Linked DNA regions of Sus scrofa: region 1 is linked to region 2. A link is a contact called in public HiChIP or PLAC-seq data. All regions are on one chromosome and are shown on one strand. Each heading gives the region's core, a stretch centred on a gene start, on an enhancer-like site or on the middle of the called end of the contact. The rest is flanking DNA. Distances are from core to core; before and after follow the strand shown. Region 1 overlaps PTPN14 (tyrosine-protein phosphatase non-receptor type 14). Region 2 has its middle 16 kb from the start of CENPF.

Region 1 (4,831 bases), core at 1,780-4,279, 130 kb after region 2:
ATAGTCAGCAACGCCAAGTCCTTCATGTGACCTGCTGGCCCTACAGGTATTTAGGTTGTGATCGATAATACTTGTACTTTCCATATAAGTTGAAGTGTGTTTCAGTACTGGGATCAACCCACATCTCTGGATTGGCTCTGTTGCCTTTATGCCACTCAGAGTCCAGCTGTCTTAACACTTTAGCCACCTACCCGAAACTGTAGATGGTCCAGCTGGGTATGACAGTATCATTTTCTTTACATTCTAGTTGGAAAAGTTTGTTCTGTGAATGAAAAATATCACCTGCCATATCAGGAAACAAAGGATGTTGCAGCCATCAAGCCATCACTTTACAGACACCCCAACAGTGAGCCTCGAGGGAACTCAGAATGGAGACATAAAGAATGCCCGCTAGAGATTTAGCAGTTACCACTGCAGCCCCCAGGAGACTCAGGATGGGAAAACAGCATACTGGCCCCAGATATCTGAGGTGTGTATCAAAGGAATGAGCCCAGGCTTTGCATCTTCCCATACATAGAAAAGGGCTACATTCCTTAACTTGAGATGTCTGGTTTTCCTTAATTCACAGTGATTTTTGGTGTTCCGACCGCCTGGTCTTTGTTGCAAAGATTCCTATATCCTGGCTCTTCTCCTTGCGTCTTTGGAGCAGCCCCTCGGGGTTATCTGAGATGCTGTGTCCCGGGCTTAAGTCCTCAGTTTTGTCTGCTAAATGAAACATAACTCCCAAGGTTTAGGTTGTACCCTTTTTCTCAGTTGACAGTTTCTGTGTCACATCATTCCAAGGTGCTAGATGACATGTTCCTGTACTTGACGCTGTGCAGACAGGGCTCAAGGTTTTCGTGCTTTCCCTCCTTATTGCTTTCAGTACCTGCCTCAGTGCTGATTACTCGTAGAAAATTCTATCCATCAGCAAAAAGCTAATGTCCTGTAGGCCAAAAAAAAAAAAAACAACAACAACAACAAAAAAAAACCAAATTTTAAGCAAACATAGCCTATTTGACAAAGTACGGTTTCGAGACGGATTAGGCTTTTCTAGAATCATAGTTTTTTATGCAGGTGTGAAATGCCACAGATTGCGGAGTCCAGTTGGTTTACTGTACCGATGAAGAAAGAACCAGGGAGGTAAAGGGACTTTGTCCACAGTCACACAGCCGCTTAGGGACAGAAGCCTGGCTCTTAAGCCTGTACTGGGATAGTTTTAGGTGAACCAAGAATGCAGGCGTGGGAGAGCCCAGGGATAGGGTTTATTTAAACTTCTAAAAGCCTTTTGCCCATCCACCCCTCCCACCCCCTGCCACCACCAAGACACCCTGCGGGACTGGAAGAGATGTGTTTTGTCCAAGGGAAGGAAGTCGTTTAGACAGAAGAATCAAAGAGTGAGAGAAAACAGGCATTTCTTTGAATGGCGTCCTTTAAATAGTGAGCATTATGTGGAGATTGGAACTAAGATGGGTGTTATTTAACGTTTCTGTTTTTTGGGTTTTTTTAATCAGTGATCTGCCGCCCTGGGCACAGAGTGAAAGTGACTAGCTTTCAGATGACACTAAGCCCTTTAGAAGAGTGGAAAACTGAGACATTGGAAATAAACAGTAGAAAGGTGTCAGCAGGTGTCAAGTTGCCAGGTGTGGCAGTGAGGGGATGGTACTGCTGCTTTCTGGTGTCATCTGTGAGAGCAGCGGGGGAGTCATTGTGGCAGGGACATGTCACCACATGTTTCAGTTCATAGCAGCCCAGCTATCAAGGTTAGCCTGTCAAGCTTGTGCCTGCAGCTGGCGAGAGCAAGTAGATATTTCACCAGCGTAAAACTGGTTCCTGCCAGCATAGAAAGGTATTAACCGTTATTCAAAGCAGAGCCTAGCACATTTGACGTATGTTTCACTAAATTGCAAGGCAGACACAAGACACTTTAACCAAAAATCAGAGAGGTGCAGCAATGTTAGAAATAAATGTGGCTTTTTGTTTTTGTTTTTGCAGCAATGTGGACCTAGAAATGATCATACTAAGTGAAGTAAGTCAGAGAAAGACAGATATTGTATGAGATCACTAATATGTGGGATCTAATAAAAATGATACAGAAGAACTTATTCACAAAACAGAAATAGACTCAGAAATTTTGAAACCAAACTGATGGCTACCAAAGGGGAGATGTGAGGAGGAATGGATTGGGAGGTTGGGATTGACATATACCAAGTACACTACCCACTATATGCAAAATCAGTCAGTAACAAGGACCGGCTGTAGAGCTCGGGGAAACCTATTCAGTAGTCTGTAACAGCCTGTGTCGGGGAAAGAGTCTGCTAAAGAATGGATATATATACGTATGCGTATGATTCACTGCTGTACACCTGACACTAATGCAGCATTGTAAGTCACATACACTCCAAGCAAATTTATTTTTTAAAAAAGAAAACATAGACAAAACAAATGGTTTTGACCAGGACAACAAATGTTTTGAAGAACGTCACCAGAAGACATTAACAGTAATAACTAAAGAGCAAAACCTATAGATCTAAGGAAAACTGGACAAGGCCAGTGATTTGGATCTTTGAAATAAATGACCAATTGTGAAAACTCAGACAGACGCTGGTGGAAAATATCAATGCAAGTTATGTGGATGCCCGACTGCATTTGTGTATATTTTGAATGATTGGTGGAAAATCAATCATGGATGGCATCAACTGGTAGTCAGTCTAATCTTCAAGGAAAATAGTAGCTGGGAATAAAATGTAGTTCAAAAACAAAACTGTGCTGCACTAGGAGCACAGACGTGCAGTCAGAAGACGGAGTTTGCAGGTGTTTGTTTCTCGGTCAGGCTCTGTAAACTCCCCGAAATGCAGCTTCTGTGTTTATAGTCGGTCGGAGGTGATTAACTCAGAAAGCACCCATCACTGTGTTCAGCACAGAGTGGGTATGCAGATAATGTTTGTTTTTTTAAATAAAAGAGATATTCTGTGTGGTAATGAGAAATTGCAGAGCAGTAGTTGTCAGTCACCTGGTAGAAGAATCCACGCTGGCCCCACCTAGCCGGAAACATACTGGGAAGAGCATTCTGGGAAATGTAGTTCAGCCTCGCCAAGTTGGCACATTACAGTTCCACCAAGGGGCTTGGCACCTAATTGATGATAAGCAGAGCCTAAATCGCCATAAACCCTGCTTTGCTAGAAACTCTGCTGTGTATAAATTTGATACTGACTCATGAGTGCTGGAAATTAAAATTTCGAAAGACAAAGGATTTGATGGCATTGAAATTAAGTTCAAATTTGTTCCTTATTTCCTCAGGCACTTCCCAAAGGTAGAGTTGCAAAGGCAAATTTAAAACTATGTTGTTATCAGAAACATGTATTTCCCAAGTAGGCTCCCTACCCTGACCCCAGTCCTTTGCAAGGGAGCAGATCTTGCCCAGAGGGCCCAGACTGGTCCTCCTCTCTGCACTGCGGTTATCAGGCAAGTACGGGGCAGCAGGACAAGGCAGGCCTGGCCCTGCAGCTTCACAGATGGTCAGAGCAGCTGTTCAGGGTCTGGAAGCCAGGTTGGCTGCGGTAGCAAGCGCCAGGATGACCTGATGCTAATCTTGCAGTGCTTGTAACTTGAAGAGGGTGTTGTTGGAATAACATAAACAGATTCCAATTGAAGATTATTTAAAGAGATGATAGACTCTTGGTAAGTGATGACTATTAAAAACAAGACGAAACTAAGATATTGGGTTGGTCGAATCTTTAAGTGGGGTCCTTATCCTGCATGCCCCACAATCTCCTGTGACATTCTTTAAAAAACCCATATTCTCAGAGCTCCCGTCATGGCTCAGTAGTTAACAAATCTGTCTAGGAACCATGAGGTTGTGGGTTCGATCCCGGGCCTTGCTCAGTGGGTTGAGGATTCGGCGTTGCTGTGAACAGTGGTGTAGGTTGCAGATGGCGGCTCGGATGCCAAGTTGCTGTGGCTCTGGCATAGGCCTGCGGCTACAGCTCAGATTAGACCCCTAGCCTGGGAACCTCCATATGCCACATGTGCGGCCCTAGAAGAGACAAAAAAACAAGCAAACAATGCATATTCTCATACCCCACTCCTGACTGCCTGAATCAGAATCTTTTCCTTGGCGCCACAGGTGCGTCTTACACTTGCGAAGTTTGGTTAAATGGAAGACAGCTCTATCCTGATGTTCTTTCAGTGGCAGCTGCTGTTTTATGTCTGTAAATAGATGTTAGAGACATTCTCTCTCAGGATGGATTGTAGGAATTGGGAAGGAATTAAAGAGTTGCAGGAGTTCCCTGGTGGCTCAGTGGGTTAAGGATCTGGCATTGTCACTGCTGTGGCTCAGGTTGCTGCTGTGGTTCAGGTTTGATCCCTGGCCCGGAAACTTCCACATGCTTCAGATGAGGCCAAAAAATTAAAAAAAAAAAAAAAAAATAGCAAAGTTTGTTTTAGGCTGAGGAACCTAGAAAATAGTGTGATCTTATTTGTGGAACAACTATGGGCATCTTTATGGGGGCCTTGGCCTGATCACCATGGAGAACCCAAGGTTCCACAGTTTTTACTTCCTGTTTTATTTATTTATTCATTTTGGTCTTTTTGCCATTTCTTGGGCTGCTCCCGCAGCATATGGAGGTTTCCAGGCTAGGGGTCCAATCGGAGCTGTAGCCACTGGCCTACACCAGAGCCACAGCAACTCGGGATCTGAGCCGCGTCTGCAACCTACACCACACCTCACGGCAACGCTGAATCCTTAACCCAGTGAGCAAGGGCAGGGACCGAACCCGCAACCTCATGGTTCCTAGTCGGATCATTAACCACTGAGCCACAACGGGAACTCCTATTTCCTGTTTTAGAGTCT
Region 2 (4,653 bases), core at 1,795-4,294:
AAGATTTCAGAAAAAGTACTCTTCAGGAGTTCCCGTCGTGGCGCAGTGGTTAATGAATGTGACTAAGAACCATGAGGTTGCGGGTTCGATCCCTGGCCTCACTCAGTGGGTTAAGAATCCTGTGTTGCAGTGAGCCGTGATGTAGGTCATAGACACGGCTCGGATCTGGAGTTGCTGAGGCTGTGGTGTAGGCTGGCAGCCGTAGCTCCAATTAGACCCCTAGCCTGGGAACCTCCATGTGCACCAGGTGCGGCCCTAAAAAGACAAAAGACAAAATAAAACAAAGGACTCTTCACTGTGTACTGGATACAAAATAGAGGGCAGCTTTTATGGCCCCTTATATTCCAGTCCTCACTTCTCAAACCAGAAAAGCCTGAGATAAATGTCGTATGAGGGTCCCTTCCTCCTCCTTTCTCCCAAGGGGAGCCCTGACTTGGGTTCTTCACATCCTCAACCTGAAAACCACTCCCGCCTGCAAGAGCTGATGCAGTGTTCGAACAGCCTCCAGAGAGTGCCTGATTTTATAGGAATGGAGTTCCCCAAATATCCACCCAAAAAGGTGAGCACTGATGCTGAATGCCTAGCCCCACGCTAGGCACAAGTAAGTTTCAAGGAATTTATGTGGAAACTGTGAACAATGGATCACAGGGCCTCCAAAAGGTGGAAACTCATCTGAGTGTACTCGCCCAGCTATGTGATGAGAGACAGTCCTCAGGAGGGAAGGGGAGAGAAAAAGTGGGAAAAGAACCTTTGCCTTTTTGCCCCGTCCAGGAGCGGAGAGGTGAGTTGAAGTACAAATGAACCACAGATGAGCTAAGGACCACTGTGTATTCCTGTCTCCTTTGCCGCTTGGAAATTAAAGGAGGAAGAACTGTAGGCACCACGCCATCCTCTTAGCTGGTATCACCTAGCCAGATGCCTGGGAGATAAAAGGTATAAAATTACCCCCTTATATTTTCCCTCCAAGGAGATTTCGCTTCTGGGATCCTAGCACCAGAAAATAGAAACCCTTGGCTACTTAACAAACAGGTAACCAACACTTTTTAGATTTGCGTGTGCTTCTTGAATTACCAAGAGAAATGTATGATTTCACACAAAGTCAAAGATGACAGATGATGTGTTCAGGACGTATACAGGTGATCTGGTGTCCGCAGCATCTGAAGAGTGCTTTCCTTGCCTTCTCAATTCCCCTGCTGCCTGGTAACCAGGAGGCAGCGCAGTGCAGCGCAGGGCCACGGGTATCAAACTGAGGATCACCTCCAGGGCTTCCACCTACCACCTACCAGCCGTGGGACATCGGGCAAATTCCTCGACTTGACGGGGCTCTTATGAGGATTAAGTGAGATAATCTGTGTAAAGCTTTTAGTACCGGGCCACATGGTAAGTACTCAGAAGGGACTGTTGGTACTTACAGTTCTGGAGAGGCTAGGTCCTCTAATCACCTGTGTTTTCTGCTGGGTGAACCAAGGGGATTTTCCACCTCCTGGTTAGTTCATAAGGTATGTTAATCACAGGAAAGTTTATACGATGATGAGTTGGTGGTTGCCTAATTTGATGAGTCAGATTGTTTTCTTTTTTTCACTTCTGTGTTGAAAATAGAAATTTAGGTCAACTTTTTGCTGGAGGCAGAAAAGTTTTTTTAGGAGTTCTCCTGTGGGGCAGCGGGTTCAGGATTCGGCATTGTCACCGCAGCGGCTTGGGACACTGCTGTGGCTGGTGTTCCATCCTGGCCTGGGAACTTCCACAGGCCGAGGGTGCGGCCAAAAACAAAACATTCTTTTTATTGGGTTACCTGTCTGAAATGAGAAAGAAACCCCTTTGAATGCCTGGCTATCGACTCAGCCCCACAGCTGATATGAATAGATTTCCTTTGGGAACCTCAAGTAAGAGTCTTAGGAGAGAGTCTATGTATGGCTCTTAAGCTGGGAAACATCGATTAAAATCTAGCTTAGATTTAGTTTCTAAGGCTACCGGAATTGAGACATTTAAAGACTCAGAATACCAGGCTTCTTTGGGTGAATTTAACAGTGTGTGCTGTGAACAGCTGCACGAGAATCAAAGGTCATTACTGCCATTGCCCAGGGCTGCAGTGTCAGCAAAGGCAACCCAGCAGGAGGATGCATGTGGTGGGAATTTCGGGATGCCTAGGACCACCCAAGGTGGTCATCCCACTAAGAAGAGCTTACCTAACGCATTGCTCTAATAGGCTCTTAGGTTGCTAATAATCATATGGCCTTAATCAGCAGTAAATGAGAACCTACTTAATCAACCCACAGTCTTAAGGTAGTGTGAAGTAACAAGAAAAGTGAACTGCTACTAAGTGGCATTACTCTGACAAGACTGGCATATTTTCATTTTCCCAGTGTTCTCTTCTGTGCATGAAACTGGGTTCTGGGCTTAATAACCCTCAGCCATAAAGTACTGTAACATGTTAGTTCATGCTGGGTGGCAACAGGTTTGTTTTTCATGATTATGTAATCTGAATTCTTCTTCCAAGAAAGGATTTGGAAATGAGCTATTAAATTGGATTGCCAGCAGACATTTGGTCTAAATGCACATCTGCATTAGCTGCATGAAACTCCGGCCCTTTCTCTCTCATGGCCCCCTACCCCTCTACAAATCTGAAAACTGCAACTCTAGTGTGGCCCATGAGAAAAACAGTCCAGCAGCTGGCCGAGGTTTACATAAAGCAGTGAAATGCCTACTAAGGATTTTTAGGTGAGGGTATTTGATCTTCCTTGGTCTTAAATAGCAACCTAATGAGCCAGGCGATCTGGGCACTCCGTACACTTGTACCCAGATTAGATTGGCTTTAAAAACTAATATAGTGTTAAAATATTGTGCAAAGGGTGCCTACTGGAGTAGGTTCAAAGACTTCAAGTGCTAGGTTGGTATTTATTGACTAAAATGCTACTTAGAAAAGAGTTCACGTTGTTCTTAATTTCCAAGACAAAGCTGAAAACCACAGCAAATAACTGCTTGGGGGTTTGCATTCCATAGTCCTGGACTCAGAGGCAAGCTTCCTGTTCCCTCTTGGCTGGCAGACCCGACCCGAAGGCCAGGCGGTGAATGGTTTGGTTCTTAGAGTTGCAGAATCTGCACCGGGTGCCAGACCAGGTGTTTTTTGTTTTTTTAAGTTCATCGTAAAGATTTGGATCTCACGGAAAGAGAACAGGAGAGCAGACTGAGTTAGGTATTTGGGCAAAGACCATCTCTTTACAAAGATCCACACACCTGAGTAGCTCCCAAAGAGGAGGGTTTCAAAATAACTGAGACCCACACTTGGAAAACGCGAATCATTCCCCGGGATCTTCTTGGTAAGATTCAGGAATTAAAAGGAAGAAAAGAAAAAGAAAAAGAACCATTCAAGATTCTCAGGCCAACAGGATTTTTATTTTTTTCCTTCTAGGGGAAATGCCAGATTTTTTTCAAGTAGTATAATTCCGTGTTTTTGTATGCAACTTGTATGCACAGTCCTATGTTTATAAGGAGCTGAAAGTCAAATGCTGAGATTTCCTCTGCTACCTTTACAGCTGGTGCTCTTACATGGGCCCAGGTCAGAACCTACAGGAAACTCTGGCTGTGCGTGTGCATGTTTGTAACAAAGAAAGGGAGAGAGAAAGATACAGATAAAGACAGGGAATTCCAGAATTGTCCTTGCAAGGAGTAGTTATGAGGCTGAATGTTCTAGTGGAAAATAAATGAAGAGAATCCTAGAACACTAGTTATTCAAATAGCATGCCCACATGAATTGCTTAGGAAAAACCATTAACCTCTTCTTCTCTGCCCCATTCTTTCAGCAATTTTAAAGGTCTTATGGCCAAAGGACAAGATCCGGAAGGGTTGGTGGTGGGGCCGGGAAGAGTTGAAGTTTAACTCAGCTGATCTGGGGGCGAATTTCCTTGGCAGTGCAAAGGCTCTCAATGAAGGATCTCTGCCAGACAGAAGCAGCGCAGGCCACGCCCGGGCCACAGCGAGGCCCGTCCCTGACCCTCCTTCAGAGAAGAGGCTTGTGTCCTTTTCTGAGGCAGCCCCTCCCTTGGGTAGACAAACAAGCCTCCTCAGTACGCATCCTCCCCCACCCCCACCAGTGTGCTCATTCCAACCTTTGTGCCCCCTTCCAACCTCTCCTTATAATTCTCTCTCCCCACCTCTTTAACCCAACCTCTCACCCCCTTCCAGGTCCAACACCAGATCCTCTAAGCATCCTTGCAAATAAAGAACGTTCCCCTGGGATGCTCTCCATCCTCTCCGCCCTCATCAGGCTGCTAATATTTTCACTGTTTCTTATAGACGCTGTAGAGACAAAAGCCCTTCTCCTTTCTTTTCTGGCTGTCCAATTCTTTCTTTTCTTCAAAAAATAAATAACCTTATGATCTCCCTGCCTGGCTTTTATCATGGTTTTCTACATCCACAGATGTAGGTGGAACATAACTGACTTCACCTGCTGTTCCATCCAGGCATAGTCTTAGTTCAGCCGAATCCACTGGAATCAACCGAGGCCCATGTTTGGCTTCGGTAAAGGTTCTCTGACATGAGAATTTAAAAGCATTCCATGGAGTTCCCGCCGTGGCACAGTGGTTAATGAATCCGACTAGGAACCATGAGGTTGCGGGTTCGGTCCCTGCCCTTGCTCAGTGGGTTGACGATCCG

What was found. HiChIP or PLAC-seq counts read pairs in DNA pulled down with a chosen protein or histone mark.
Region 1: an H3K27ac HiChIP or PLAC-seq map of skeletal muscle shows a contact between it and region 2. The contact joins two enhancer-like sites. A contact is called at or near these places in 1 of 47 Hi-C or Micro-C datasets (embryonic fibroblasts) and 1 of 2 datasets of contacts at active chromatin or transcription factors (skeletal muscle).

Annotation. Positions count from the first base shown.
Region 1 is chr9:129,154,947-129,159,777 of Sscrofa11.1, forward strand. All of the region lies in intron 4 of PTPN14 (tyrosine-protein phosphatase non-receptor type 14), which reads left to right. Among named protein-coding and RNA genes, the nearest start is that of PTPN14, 43 kb to the left of the region's middle. Within about 2 kb of position 3,030, at least 4 of the 83 cell types and tissues checked have an H3K27ac peak or open chromatin away from gene starts, as enhancers often do. A contact at or near this core is called in skeletal muscle, where this site is marked.
Region 2 is chr9:129,026,412-129,031,064 of Sscrofa11.1, forward strand. No RefSeq gene overlaps it. Among named protein-coding and RNA genes, the nearest start is that of CENPF, 16 kb to the left of the region's middle. Within about 2 kb of position 3,045, at least 12 of the 83 cell types and tissues checked have an H3K27ac peak or open chromatin away from gene starts, as enhancers often do. A contact at or near this core is called in skeletal muscle, where this site is marked.